Linked DNA regions of Mus musculus: region 2 is linked to region 1. Evidence: chromatin contacts called from public Hi-C data. All regions are on one chromosome and are shown on one strand. The core of a region is the stretch at or near the end of the contact, and the rest is flanking DNA. Distances in the headings are between cores, read along the strand shown. Region 1 overlaps Slc2a10 (solute carrier family 2 (facilitated glucose transporter), member 10). Region 2 overlaps Eya2 (EYA transcriptional coactivator and phosphatase 2).

Region 1 (6,071 bases), core at 2,341-4,840:
AAGAGCAGGCCATTAGCTCTAGGAGGGGCAGGTGATCTTGTTGAGCCAATGGGAGCAGGGCTTGGGCTATACCTAATGAGAGAGATGCCCCAGAGGCGTGCTGGCCATCCTTGGGGGATAGCAGGCCTGAGAGAGAATGAAGAACAGACCCTGGAGTGGAAAGCCCAGTGGCTTTGTTTGAAGCCACCCACCCCGCTCATTTAGGTGACCTAAGATAAAGCAGTCCTTTCCGATTCACAAGCGGGCAGCATCCGGTTTCACGCCGCTGTGACCTAGTGAATTTGGGAGCTTTAGCTCTGGAGAGAACTGTCCCCGGATCCAGCTGGACACGGCCTGGGTGGGTGTGGTCATAGTGCTCACCGATCAGGTCGAGGAAGGAGAGGCTGATAAAGAGGTTAGCTGCCCAGTTGAAGCTGCTGCAGAAGGCGAAGGCTCTCCCTCGGATCTCCGCTGGGTAGATCTCACTGAGGACCAACCAGGTTACTGGAGGCGAGAGCAAGAGAGATTCTGGGCACCCATGAACTGGACAGGCCACCTCCCACCCTCGTTAACTGAGACCTGTGTCATGCTCTTGGCCCCAGATTCTCTCAGATGCACAACTTCTGTGCCCCTGGAGGAACTCCATGAATAGCGGCAGTCTCAGGTTCCTGGGACACAAGACATTCGATGCCAAGCAGAAGGGGCCCCCCCCCCCCAGGCAAACTGGTATGACTGGTTTTTATCTGACTCGTTACATTCTCTTCAAGCCAGCCCTTCTAATGGAACCACTCAGGGATAGGTCTAAGGTTTGAAGAGACCTGGAGTTTAAATGTTGGTGCCCACAACGGGGACAGGGGAGGGTTGGCTTAAAAACTTGCAGATGTGGTTGGATTTAAACTTATGGGGGAGCCCCTTGATATAAGCAAGGAACCCTGGAGCCTCCGCTGCCCATCACTAAAGCTCGAGTGTCCCTAGACTAAGAAGGCCCACTGAAAGGGACAGAAGGCTCTAGATTCCCCTACCCGATAAGCCCTCCTACCTGGTCCAAAGCCAACCGAGAAGGCGCTCACGTAGACCATCATGCAAACCAGCGCAGACCAGCACAGCAGGGTATGCTCAAGGATGGGACTGGTGGGAACTGGGGAGGCAGTGTTCAGAACTGGTCCCAGGGATGCTGTGATGACTGGATGGATGGGTCTCTCAGTGACTGACAGGACCAGCTGTCCTTGGTCCCCATTGGTGTGTAGCACTGGCGGCAGAGATGAACGCACAAGCAAACCCGAGCTTCCAGGCAGATCCACCTGCTGGCTGGCATTGGATGTGGCCAGGCAGCTGGGTCCAGAGTCCAGGGACACAGCAAAGCTGACCAGGCCTATGCCGCTGACCGATAAGGCCATGAGAGCGCATCCAAAGAGCAGGAGGACTCTGCGGCCTGCACGGTCCACCAGCCCCGTGGCGACCAAGGTGGCAGCCACCTTCACCGTGCCAAGCCCCACAGAAGCCAGCACAGCTGAGGAGCCCCCGTGGAAGCCAACGGAGCGAAAGATGGTAGAGGCGTAATACAGCACATTGGGCTGTCCTGTGAGCTGCTGAAACAGCACCAGCCCCAGCCCCACTACAGTCCGGCTCCACATGCCGTCCTGGGCCCTGAAGAGGTCCAGAAAGCTGTACTGTGGCTTCACCAGGCCCGGTTTGCTTGTCTCCCTTCCCTGGAGTGGGATAAGGTCTTTGGGGGCTGCTGTGCCCTCTGCACCAGCAGGGAGAAGAAAGAGGCTGAGTGACTGTAGGAGAGCAGGTGCAGCTGCCCAGCCAAACATGTGCCTCCAGCCCCAAGGGCTGCCAGCCAGGACGTAGTTGAGGCCGTAAGAGAACAGAATGCCCACAGTGATGCCCACCTCGTAGAGGGACACCAGCACACCCCTCTGCCGCGGCCCCACCAATTCTGACACGTAGATACAGCAAGCCATGGAAGACAGAGAGATGGCAAAGCCAACAGATAAACGGCCCAGGAGCAGCCAGGGCAGGGAGCTGGCCAGACCCAGAATCAGGCTGCCAGCCAGCAGCACCGCATTGCTCCCTAGGATGGCTCGTCTCCTGCCATAGCAGTCAATGAGGAAGCCCCCGACAAGGGAGGCGAGGAGAGCACCCAAGAGCAGACTGCCCACCAGGAGCTCCTGTTCGAGGCAACTCAGCCCGAAGTTCAGCTGGAGTGGTAGGAGGGCACCAGATATGACGGCCAGCTCATATCCGAAGGTCAGGCCCCCCAGCAAAGACACAGAGGCACAGAGCAGGAGGACAGCTGGGCGAAGGCCTGGGAAAACAAAATGACAGGGCAGGGCTCATATGTCTGTGTGCCACATGTTCCTTCTGTCTGTCAGCCCTCCATCTATCCAGCTGTCTACTGTTCAACCACCTGCCCTTCCTTCCTTCCTTCCTTCCTTCCTTCCTTCCTTCCTTCCTTCCTTCCTTCCTTCCTTCTATCCATTGATACATCCAATCATCTTGCCACCCTTCAGTCTAACTACCCAAGCAGCCATCTGTTCACTCAGCCTGTCTCCACAAACCCCTACTCTTTCCACTCATCTTCCTATACATTTATATCTCCTACCAGTCAACTACTTATCCTTCCTTTGCTTCCTCTCCTTTCTTCCTCCCATCAACCAACATAGCCATCTATCCACTTATCCATCCACCCATCTATCCACTTATCCATCCATCCATCCATCCATCCATCCATCCACCCACCCATCCACTCATCCACCCACCCACCCATCCATCCATCCATCCATCCACCCACCCATCTATCCATCCATCTATCCACCCACCCACCTACCTATCCATCCACCCATCCAGACAACCATCTGCCTACTCCTCCTCCTTTCCTCCTTCCTTCTTCCTCCATCCATCCACCCACATATGCTTCTATCTGTCCATTCATCCATGCATCCATTCATCCTTCCAATCAACTCTCTGTTCTTCCCTCCCCCTTCTGCCAACATACATACTGATCCATATCTCTTTTCCTTCTTCCCTTATGTTTATCAAACCATACACATTTTTCTATCCACCCATCCATTTATCCTGTATTTATCTCTCCATTTCCCCTTTAATTTGCCCAACTTTACCCATTGATTCTTTGAGCCATCTATCCACAGACCCACCCATTTCCCACTATCTTCATGGTCCATTCATTGTCACATTGTTGTGGACAGTCATCCATCCAGCATCTACCACACGCTGGCTGTGCTCCCAAGCCTGGCACTGCTGTGATGTTATCCAAGACCTGGCACTCGGCCAGACAACTGACAAAGTTCACATGATCTCCGGTGAGGACTTTATGCCATCAGCACAGGGCAATGGAAGAGCCCTGCAGGACTCTGCTTTACACACGAGAGTCAGCTAAGGCCTCTCTGGGGAGGGGACATCTGCGAAGGAACCTGAACACAGTAAGAGAGAAACTGGAAACAATGTAGCAGAACTCACAATACAAAGGGAAGAGTGGTTACAGAGACTCCGAGCCAGGAAGCCTTTGGTGTAAGAGCATCTGGGAATACACACAGCTGGTCAATGTGTGACATTCACAAAGGGCCAGACTGTTGTGAAGCTGTGCCTGCCTTCCTTCAGGGAATCTCACAGCAGCCCTCTGTCATCATCAGTAACATCCACAGAGAACAAATTGGTTACAAAGTGTTCTCACGGTCACAGAGTAGGGGGCGGAGCTAAGGTTGTGGGAGAGCTTTTGAGCTCTGGGCAGATCTGCAAGGATGGAGAGGCTGGAGTCAGGCAAAGGTGAGCGACAGGAAACTTGACTTGAAGAGGCTGGCGAGGGCCAGCTAGGAGGAGTTCTTCAGATCTCCAGGGCAACGAGGAATCTCATTTTTAGGGGACACAAGCCTCTGATAACTTACACAAGAAGGTAGTTGGTGGGGTTGTAACCCCCGAATTACTGGTACTAGAGAGACATCAGTGTTGTGTACAGACAGTTTGCCTCTGTGTGTGTGTGTGTGTGTGTGTGTGTGTGTGTGTGTATCCCACACACACACACCTCGCCAGAAGCTCCCATCATCCCTCCAGCCGGCAGCAAACATGATACACAGACAGCTGGTTTCTGCGCTGCGTCCTCCCACGGCAGCCCTGGACTCCCCTCCCCTCCCCTAGGGTTAGAATGGCACTACCCATAAAACTTCCCCTTAATGAGGACATTCTGTGAGACATTCTCCCCGCCTTTGTGTCTCCAAAAACCAACACTCCTCCTGATCACTCTCCAGGTGCCTGTTCTTGAGACCTTATAGAAATAACAAGCTCAAGGGAGACCATGGAAAAAGTGAAAGGTAAACAGAGGTCAGGTCACAGACAGCTACGACTGGCCATAAAATTAGTCCTTGAGCAGACACTCATTAACCCCCCTCCCGCTTCAGTACTATTCCACCCTCTACTCCCTTTTCTGTGAATATTCACACTATTCCTATATTGTACATAAACCCAGTGTTTTCTGGACTCAGGGTTACTTGCCAGCATTCACACAGTGAGTGCTAGGTGGGTGAACCGGGTTCGAACTTGAAACAATAAAAGACTCTTTGTGAGTTGCAGTGGACTTTGCAATTCTTGGGCTCATCTGAGTTCCCGTAAACTTGGGGCACAACAGTGCTTTATTTTTAATTTTGACTTTTTTGGGTTTTGTTTTGTTTTTTAGACAGGATTTCTCTGTGTTGCCCTGGCTGCCCTAGAAGTCACTCTGTAGATCAGACTGGCCTTGAACTTAGAGATCCTCCTGCTTCTGCCTCTCAAGTGCTGGGATTAAAGCTGTGCTCTACCACTGCCCGGCTAGCCTCGAACTTCTGGGCTCAAGAGATCCCCGGTCTCAGCCTTCCAAGTGATTGAGACTACAGGTTTATATGCCACTTGCCCCAGTTTCAGACCAGAGTGAATGATAAGGGACTGTAGAAAACAGCTGTGTGAGTTGTATGAGCCTGAGGGTGGAGTTGTATGAGCCTGAGGGTGGAGCTGTATGAGCCTGGGGGTGGAGCTGTATGAGCCTGAGGGTGGAGCTGTGTGAGCCTGGGGGTGGAGCTGTATGAGCCTGAGGGTGGAGCTGTATGAGCCTGAGGGTGGAGCTGTGTGAGCCCGGGGGGTGGAGCTGTATGAGCCTGAGGGTGGAGCTGTGTGAGCCTGGGGGTGGAGCTGTGTGAGCCTTGGGGTGGAGCTGTATGAGCCTGAGGGTGGAGCTGTGTGAGCCCGGGGGTGGAGCTGTATGAGCCTGAGGGTGGAGCTGTGTGAGCCTGGGGGTGGAGCTGTATGAGCCTGAGGGTGGAGCTGTGTGAGCCTGGGGGTGGAGCTGTATGAGCCTGAGGGTGGAGCTGTGTGAGCCTGGGGGTGGAGTTGTATGAGCTTGAGGGTGGAGCTGTGTGAGCCCGGGGGTGGAGCTGTATGAGCCTGAGGGTGGAGCTGTGTGAGCCTGGGGGTGGAGCTGTGTGAGCCTTGGGGTGGAGCTGTATGAGCTTGAGGGTGGAGCTGTGTGAGCCCGGGGGTGGAGCTGTATGAGCCTGAGGGTGGAGCTGTATGAGCCTGAGGGTGGAGCTGTGTGAGTCTAGGGGTGGAGCTGTGTGAGTCTAGGGGTGGAGCTGTGTGAGTCTAGGGGTGAAGCTGTGTGAGCCTGGGGATGGAGCTCTGTGGAGTGCTTGCCTAAGGTGAATGAAGCCCTGGATGCTAGACTGCCAAAGGAAAGGAAAACCAGGTTGTGGAAATCTGGGTACCAGTTAGCTCCCTTCTTAAGAATCATAAACCCCTGTGTTCTTATGAGACATGAGTAGACTGTGAGCACAGCAGGCAGGAGTCATCCAAGTTTGAGACCAGCCTGGTCTACACAGCAGGACCCTGTCTCAAAATGCAACAGACTAGCAGAGAAAGTGGAGGGATAAGATAAAAATAGCCATCTACAGGGACAGAAAGACCACATGCCCAAGACTGTGGGATGTAGTCCAAGAGTGATTTTCATCAGATACCCCAAAATAACCTCCAGTAAGGGAAGGATAAAAGTTGCAAGATAAATAGCCCCAAGGAACAAGTGGAATTCATGAATTTAAAAGCAGATG
Region 2 (6,071 bases), core at 1,285-3,784, 240 kb before region 1:
AACTGACCAGCTGCCTCTGGGTCTCGCTTCCATCCCACGAGAGACTGCACTTTAAAACCATGAATGGACGCTGGGCAGTGGTGGTGCACACCTTTAATCCCAGCACTCCAGAGGCAGAGGCAGGTGGATTTCTGAGTTCGAGGCCAGCCTGGTCTACAAAGTGAGTTCCAGGACAGCCAGGGCTACACAGAGAAACCCTGTCTCGGAAAAAAAAATCAAGTAAAACAAAACCATGAAAGGAGACAGTCCTTCCTTCCTTAGGTTGCTTCTGTCAGGGATCTCTGTCATGAAAGAAGAAAGTAACTGACATAAGGTTCTGCTCCCAGTCACCCATCCCCGAGGGTGATACATTCCAGTGTGCAGTGAACATGGCCGGTGGTCTGTTATGTCTGACTCATGAATGGAGGGCTGTTTGTTTGTTTGTTTGCTTCATTTTGTTAAAGATTTATTTATTTTATGACTATGAGTGCTTTATCTCCATGTATACCAGCACACCAGAAGAGGGCATCGGATCCCAGCATAGATGGCTGTGAGCCACCATGTGGTTGTGGGGAATTGAACTCAGGTCCTCTAGAAGAGCAGACAGTGATCTTAATGGCTAAACCATCTCTCCAGCCTGTCCGTGGTTTTTGTTTGTTTGTTTGTTTTTGTTTTGTTTTTTGTTTGTTTTCTTTTGTTGTGAGACAGGGTTTCTCTGTATAGCCCTGGCTGTCCTGGAACTCACTCTGTAGACCAGGCTGGCCTCGAACTCAGAGATCATTTGCCTCTGCTTCCTGCAAATGCTGGGCTTAAAGGAGTGTGCCACCCCCCACCCCTGTTGCTTAGCTTGTGTGTGTGTGTGTGTGTGTGTGTGTGTGTGTGTGTGTGGTTCAGTGTTTGATTTGGTTCTGAACTGTCCTCACAAGCTCAGGTAGTGATAGTTTGGTCCCTATCTGGTTATTTTGAGAGTTTCTGGAAACCTCAGTGGGTGGGGCCTAGCTAGAGGAAGTAGGCCAATGTGGGTTGGCCTTTAACTGTTGTATCCGGTCTTGGACATGTCCTTGTCCTCCTTCCCTTTCTCCCTCTTTCCCTCCCCCCTCTCTGCTTTATCCCCCACCACCACATGGTGAACAGCCTCCACCTCACACCCTTGCCGCCACGATATTCTGTCTGAGGGCGCAGGACCAAGCAACCATGGGCAGAACCCTCTGGAACACATGAGCAGAGTTAATCTTTCCTTTTTAAAGTTGTTTTCCCAGGGGCTTGGGGTACAGCTAGCTAAAAGCTAAGTGTTTCTAGCTGGTAAAGACAGAGACGAGTTACCCCTGCATAGAGACTGCGAGTCCAAAAGCCTTTAGAAAATGGATCCGCTGGGCCCTGAGGACTCAGGTGTTGTATGTGGTACAAGTGATATTTCAAGTCTGGATGGGAGCTTTAAGGGCCCTGCTGTCTCTCACACTCTCCACAACACAGATCTCTTCACAGAACCCTGCCTAAGCCTGGGCTCCAGGATAAAGATAATGAGGTGCACACTTGCAGATGACAGTGGGTTGGTGGGTGTGCTGGTCAGTTTTTACTGTCAACTAGACACAACTTAGAGTCCTCTGGAGAGAGGGCACCTCCGTTGAGTAATTGCCTCCGTTGGGCTGGCCTCTAGCCATGTCTGAGACTGTCTTGATTGGCGATTGGTACAGAAGGGCCCTGTGCACTGTGAGAGTACCATCATTAGGAAGTGGGCCCAGGCTATGAAAGAAAGCTTGTTAAGTATGTGCCAGCAAACCAGAGAGCAGTGTTCCTTCATTGGTCCTGCCTCAAGGTTTCTGCCCTGACTTCCTTCAGTGAGGGACGGTGACCTGGAGTATAAACCAAACCAACCCTTCCCATCTCTAAGTTGCCTTTGGTCGCTGTGATGACCACATCAACAGAGACCAGGCTAGAACAAACAGAGCTTAAGAGAGCCGAGTCTCTGTCTGCCACCTCCTGCTCAGGGGGCTCAGGCAGTAAGGGGTTTGCCGTGCAAGCCCGAGGAACCGAGTTTGACTCCCAGAGCCTGAATGTACATACAATGCTCCATGCGGTGTGCGGACTTACAAGCTCAGTGCTGGGAGGCAGAGATAGGTGGGTCCCTGCTGGCCAGACTGGCCAAACTGGTGAGCTCCAGGCCAGTGAGTGAGACCCGTCTCAAACTGAGGTGAACAGTGCTTTGTAATAACAGCTCAGATTGTCCACGGGCCTCCATGTGCACATATGCACCCATGACCATGGGCACCAGCACACACATATACATGCACACACATGTACATACACACACACACACACACACACAGAGGTATTCTTGCTCTAAAATAATAATTATTTATTAATTATTAAATAATTAGTAAATAATTCCAATCACAAAACTCTTTTGACCTTAAAAATAAAACAAAATAAAACAAAAATGAAACAAGACAACTAAAAGGAAAAGCTGACCTTGGCTTCACACACAGCTGTGGAGAAACAGGCCAGGACACCTCCTCAGGGTTTCAGAGCCTCCCATTCAGGGTTCTGGCCAGGAGGTGGCAGACAGAGACTCTGTAACTGCAGAAGGCAATGGGGGGGGGGGGGACGACGGGGACAAACCTCCTGGAGCCTGGCGGGTGTCAGTGTGACCCAGGGAAGGCTGTGTGCCTCCCCTTTGTGCCTCTGCACAGCCCTTAGGAAAGGCGTGCCTGCCTGCCGTGCACCTGACTGAGAGTGTGGCTGTCACGCAGGGGAACAGGGGAGAGCAGCCATCCTGCCCAAAGGGACTGACTCAGCACACAACAATCACTGTGTGTAACATCTGCTTCTCTGTGGAAAGTATTTACGCAGCTCTGAGAGACCAAATCATAGATATGAATAGAGCTGAGGTCGTTCGTGACTGGCTGATAGAGGCAGGACATGAGGGGGAGGTCTGGGCCTTTCACTACAATGAGGGTGAGAGACAGGACCTTCTTTGTTTTTGTTTTTGACAGGGCCTCATGTAGCCCAGGCTGGCCTCAAACCTACCACATAGTCAATGCTAGTCTTGGACCCCTGGCTCTCTTCTTCCACCTCCCAAGTGCTAGGATTAAAGGCCTTTTGTGATGTAGTTATTCTTTTGGTGCTGGGAGGGAACCCAGGGCCTTTGCACATGCTAGGCGAGTGAGTGTTCCACCATTGGGCTATGGCCCCAGCCTTGAGAACTAAAGTTTTTAATTTTGCATTGTTCGAAATCAGAGATCACGGAGAGGGCATAAAGGAGAAACGTGGAGATAAGCATCTAAATAGTCCACGAAAGTTGAAAATTGTTGCCTCCTGGCAGAAAGCAAAGGTGGTGGCTCGTGTGGGTTGCTGTTTCTCAAATACTTATCTGGATATAATGTCCCAAATTTAAAAGTATATGCAGGCTTTTCTTGGGTTAAACCAATTAAGAATAATTAGCAATGTATTCTGAAATATCACTTTGTTTTTTTAATGGGTGTGGGGGGTGTGGGGTGGGGGTGGTCCATACTCATTATTGTGTTTGAATGTTGTACTGGCTAGTTTTGTGTCAACTTGACACAGCTGGAGTTATCACAGAGAAAGGAGCTTCAGTTGAGGAAATGCCTCCAGGAGATCCAACTGTAAGGCATTTTCTCAATTAGTGATCAAGGGGGAAAGGCCCCTTGTGGGTGGGACCATCTCTGGGCTGGTAGTCTTGGTTCTATAAGAGAGCAGGCTGAGCAAGCCAGGGGAAGCGAGCCAGTAAAGAACATCCCTCCATGGCCTCTGCATCAGCTCCTGCTTTCTGGCCTGCTTGAGTCCTGACTTCCTTCAGTGATGAACAGCAGCATGGAAGTGTAAGCTGAATAAACCCTTTCCTCCCCAACTTGCTTCTTGGTCATGATGTTTGTGCAGGAATAGAAACCCTGACTAAGACAAATGTGAAAAGCCCCCACAGATTCAAGTGTTTGAACATTTGGTATGCCTTGGTGGTGCTGTTTTGGAAGGTTGTAGAACCTGTATGGGGTGGGTCTTCACATCTGAGAGACGCTATTTGCTATTTGCATCCTGACTGAGGATACCATGTGATCTCCTGCTCCCGTGCTTTCTCACACACCACAGACTGTGTCCCCCAAACTGTGAGTCAAAGCGGCCCCTTCCTTCCCTGAGGTGCCTTTTATCTGGTATTTGGTCAGAACAAGGACAAAAGGCACCAATAAACTCTTGAGCAAGGGAACTACTGAGAGATGGATGACCCATGCAGAACCGATGGTGAGGTGCAAAAGATGGGAACTTTTGCGATCTTCTGCAGTCTAACTGAGCCACGCAGCTGAGGGAGATGGAGAGAGCACAACGGAAAACCCACATCTCAGCAGAAAGAAGTCTGATTGTCACAGGGGCAGAGGACATGGCTCAGTCAGGAAAGTTCCTACCATGTAGGCACAAGGACCTGAGTCTGGGTCCCCAGTACCCATGAAAAGGCCAGGCATGGTGGCTTGCCTGTAACCCCAGTGCTTGAAGCGGGCCAGAGACAGGAGGGTTCCCAGAGCTTGTTGGCCAGCTGCACACATATGTGCATCCACACACAAACCATGTATATGTATATATACATACATACACACATATGCATATACACGTATATTTGAATATATGTACATACCCTGCCACAGACATACTTGCATATACTTACTATTGTTTTAAAGGACAGATCAGTTCAAAGAAAAACAATTCAGGTGTGAGACTTGGAGAGAAGTTTCCCAAGCACTTCCAGCTGCCTGCTGGATGCACCCAGAACACCCAGCCTGCTCTGCTGGCTTTAGTGGTGCAATCGCAATTGCAATCGACAGTGTGACCCGGTCAAATACAGCCAAAAGCATGGCAGCTTCCTCACTACGCTTTCCGATCCACAGGAAGCCTGTATCAGCCAACGGTGCACGGAGGGTTAAATACACCTGGCCCGAAGTCCCAGTAAGGTTCACATCCCGTGGACTCCTGTGGAGGACTCGCGCCCTCATCAAAGACGCAGCAAGAGCAGCTGATGTCCCACTGTGCAGCCAGAGATGCCAGGCACTTGAAAGGCACTTCCCTAACCATTGCATGCTCTTCGGATTAAAGCAGGGTCAGTGGTTAACTTGCTAAACAAGCACCGTCTATGAGGATGACTTGAAAAACAAAGATCAATTAAAGCCAGAACCGAGAGACTGGAGAAGGGCTCCGTGTGGAACACGCCCCTGGAAAGGCTCTGTTGGGGCAAGGCGGGGAGGATGGAATGCCATTCTTGTTGGCCTAGGATGTTTGCGGGTGGCTGTCTCCCTGAGAAGCTATAAACCAGGCCCAGACTCGGCAGATTTTTCCAGCAAGCCCTAATGTTCTGCGGGTTTCTGGAATTAACTTTGATGGCATCGTGGTGGCCTGTGCATGCCTTGGGTTAGGGGGCTAGAAAGGGATGGTTGCCCTTGGGGCAGAGACAGTACTCTGGATCCCCACGAAGCACGGGGACCCAATTCTAATGCCTTTGTGATGAAATTCTTCTAGTTCCAGGAGGCCGTTTCATCCTATGGGCTGTTCAGACATCAGCCTTGTGGTTGCTACGCTATCTTGGGATGTGTGGTTTTATTTCTTGGGTGGAAGAGAGACCGTAAAACTATAAAAAGTGAAAGTCTTTCCTAAAACGAAATCAATCTGATGTGCAATAATCAGGAGAGAAGGTAAGGGGCGTGGCTTGGAACCATGTGGGCAGCAGTTGGTTCCTGAGCCAGAGAGATGGGCGTGGCTTGGAACCATCTGGGCAGCAGTTGGTTCCCTGGGCCAGGGTGATGGCTCACCGGTGGAGAGCTTGTAGCTCTGCCAGAGGTTTGGTTCCCAGCACCCACATCAGGTAGCTGACAATCACCTGTGGCTCTGGCCTCTGGAGGCACCTAGGCGTGGTGGTGCACACACATACCACCCATCCATCACCACACCCGGGAGAGGCTGATCTGGTGGATGTAACACAGAATGGCAGCCATCTGCCCTGTTACCCACAGCAGTTTAATTAGGGTGTGCGGATCCCTCTGTGACATGTTTCAGGTACTGGAACTCAGAGATCCACTTGCCTCTGCCTTCTGAGT

Evidence for each region. A called contact is a pair of places that touch in the nucleus more often than the background predicts.
Region 2: a contact with region 1 is called in a Hi-C map of cerebral cortex, with 2.3 times the contacts expected there. The contact joins two enhancer-like sites. A contact is called at or near these places in 5 of 39 promoter capture datasets (the 3T3-L1 cell line, cranial neural crest, embryonic stem cells and 2 more), 6 of 15 datasets of contacts at CTCF or cohesin (embryonic stem cells, hippocampal excitatory neurons, large pre-B cells and 2 more), 108 of 484 Hi-C or Micro-C datasets (3T3-L1-derived adipocytes, the AML12 cell line, the AtT-20 cell line and 55 more), 21 of 115 datasets of contacts at active chromatin or transcription factors (the HPC-7 cell line, PVALB interneurons, T-cell acute lymphoblastic leukemia and 11 more) and 5 of 9 other capture datasets (adipose tissue, embryonic stem cells, embryonic tail and 2 more).

What each region holds. Positions count from the first base shown.
Region 1 is chr2:165,510,645-165,516,715 of GRCm38.p6, reverse strand. It overlaps Slc2a10 (solute carrier family 2 (facilitated glucose transporter), member 10), which reads right to left. Exons shown (of 5, transcript NM_130451.3): 2 at 1,019-2,290; 3 at 361-483. Among named protein-coding and RNA genes, the nearest start is that of Slc2a10, 9.8 kb to the right of the region's middle. Within about 2 kb of position 3,590, at least 48 of the 459 cell types and tissues checked have an H3K27ac peak or open chromatin away from gene starts, as enhancers often do. A contact at or near this core is called in cerebral cortex, cortical glia and stem cell-derived motor neurons, where this site is marked.
Region 2 is chr2:165,747,829-165,753,899 of GRCm38.p6, reverse strand. All of the region lies in intron 9 of Eya2 (EYA transcriptional coactivator and phosphatase 2), which reads right to left. Among named protein-coding and RNA genes, the nearest start is that of Gm29993, 19 kb to the right of the region's middle. Within about 2 kb of position 2,534, at least 43 of the 459 cell types and tissues checked have an H3K27ac peak or open chromatin away from gene starts, as enhancers often do. A contact at or near this core is called in cerebral cortex, cortical glia and stem cell-derived motor neurons, where this site is marked.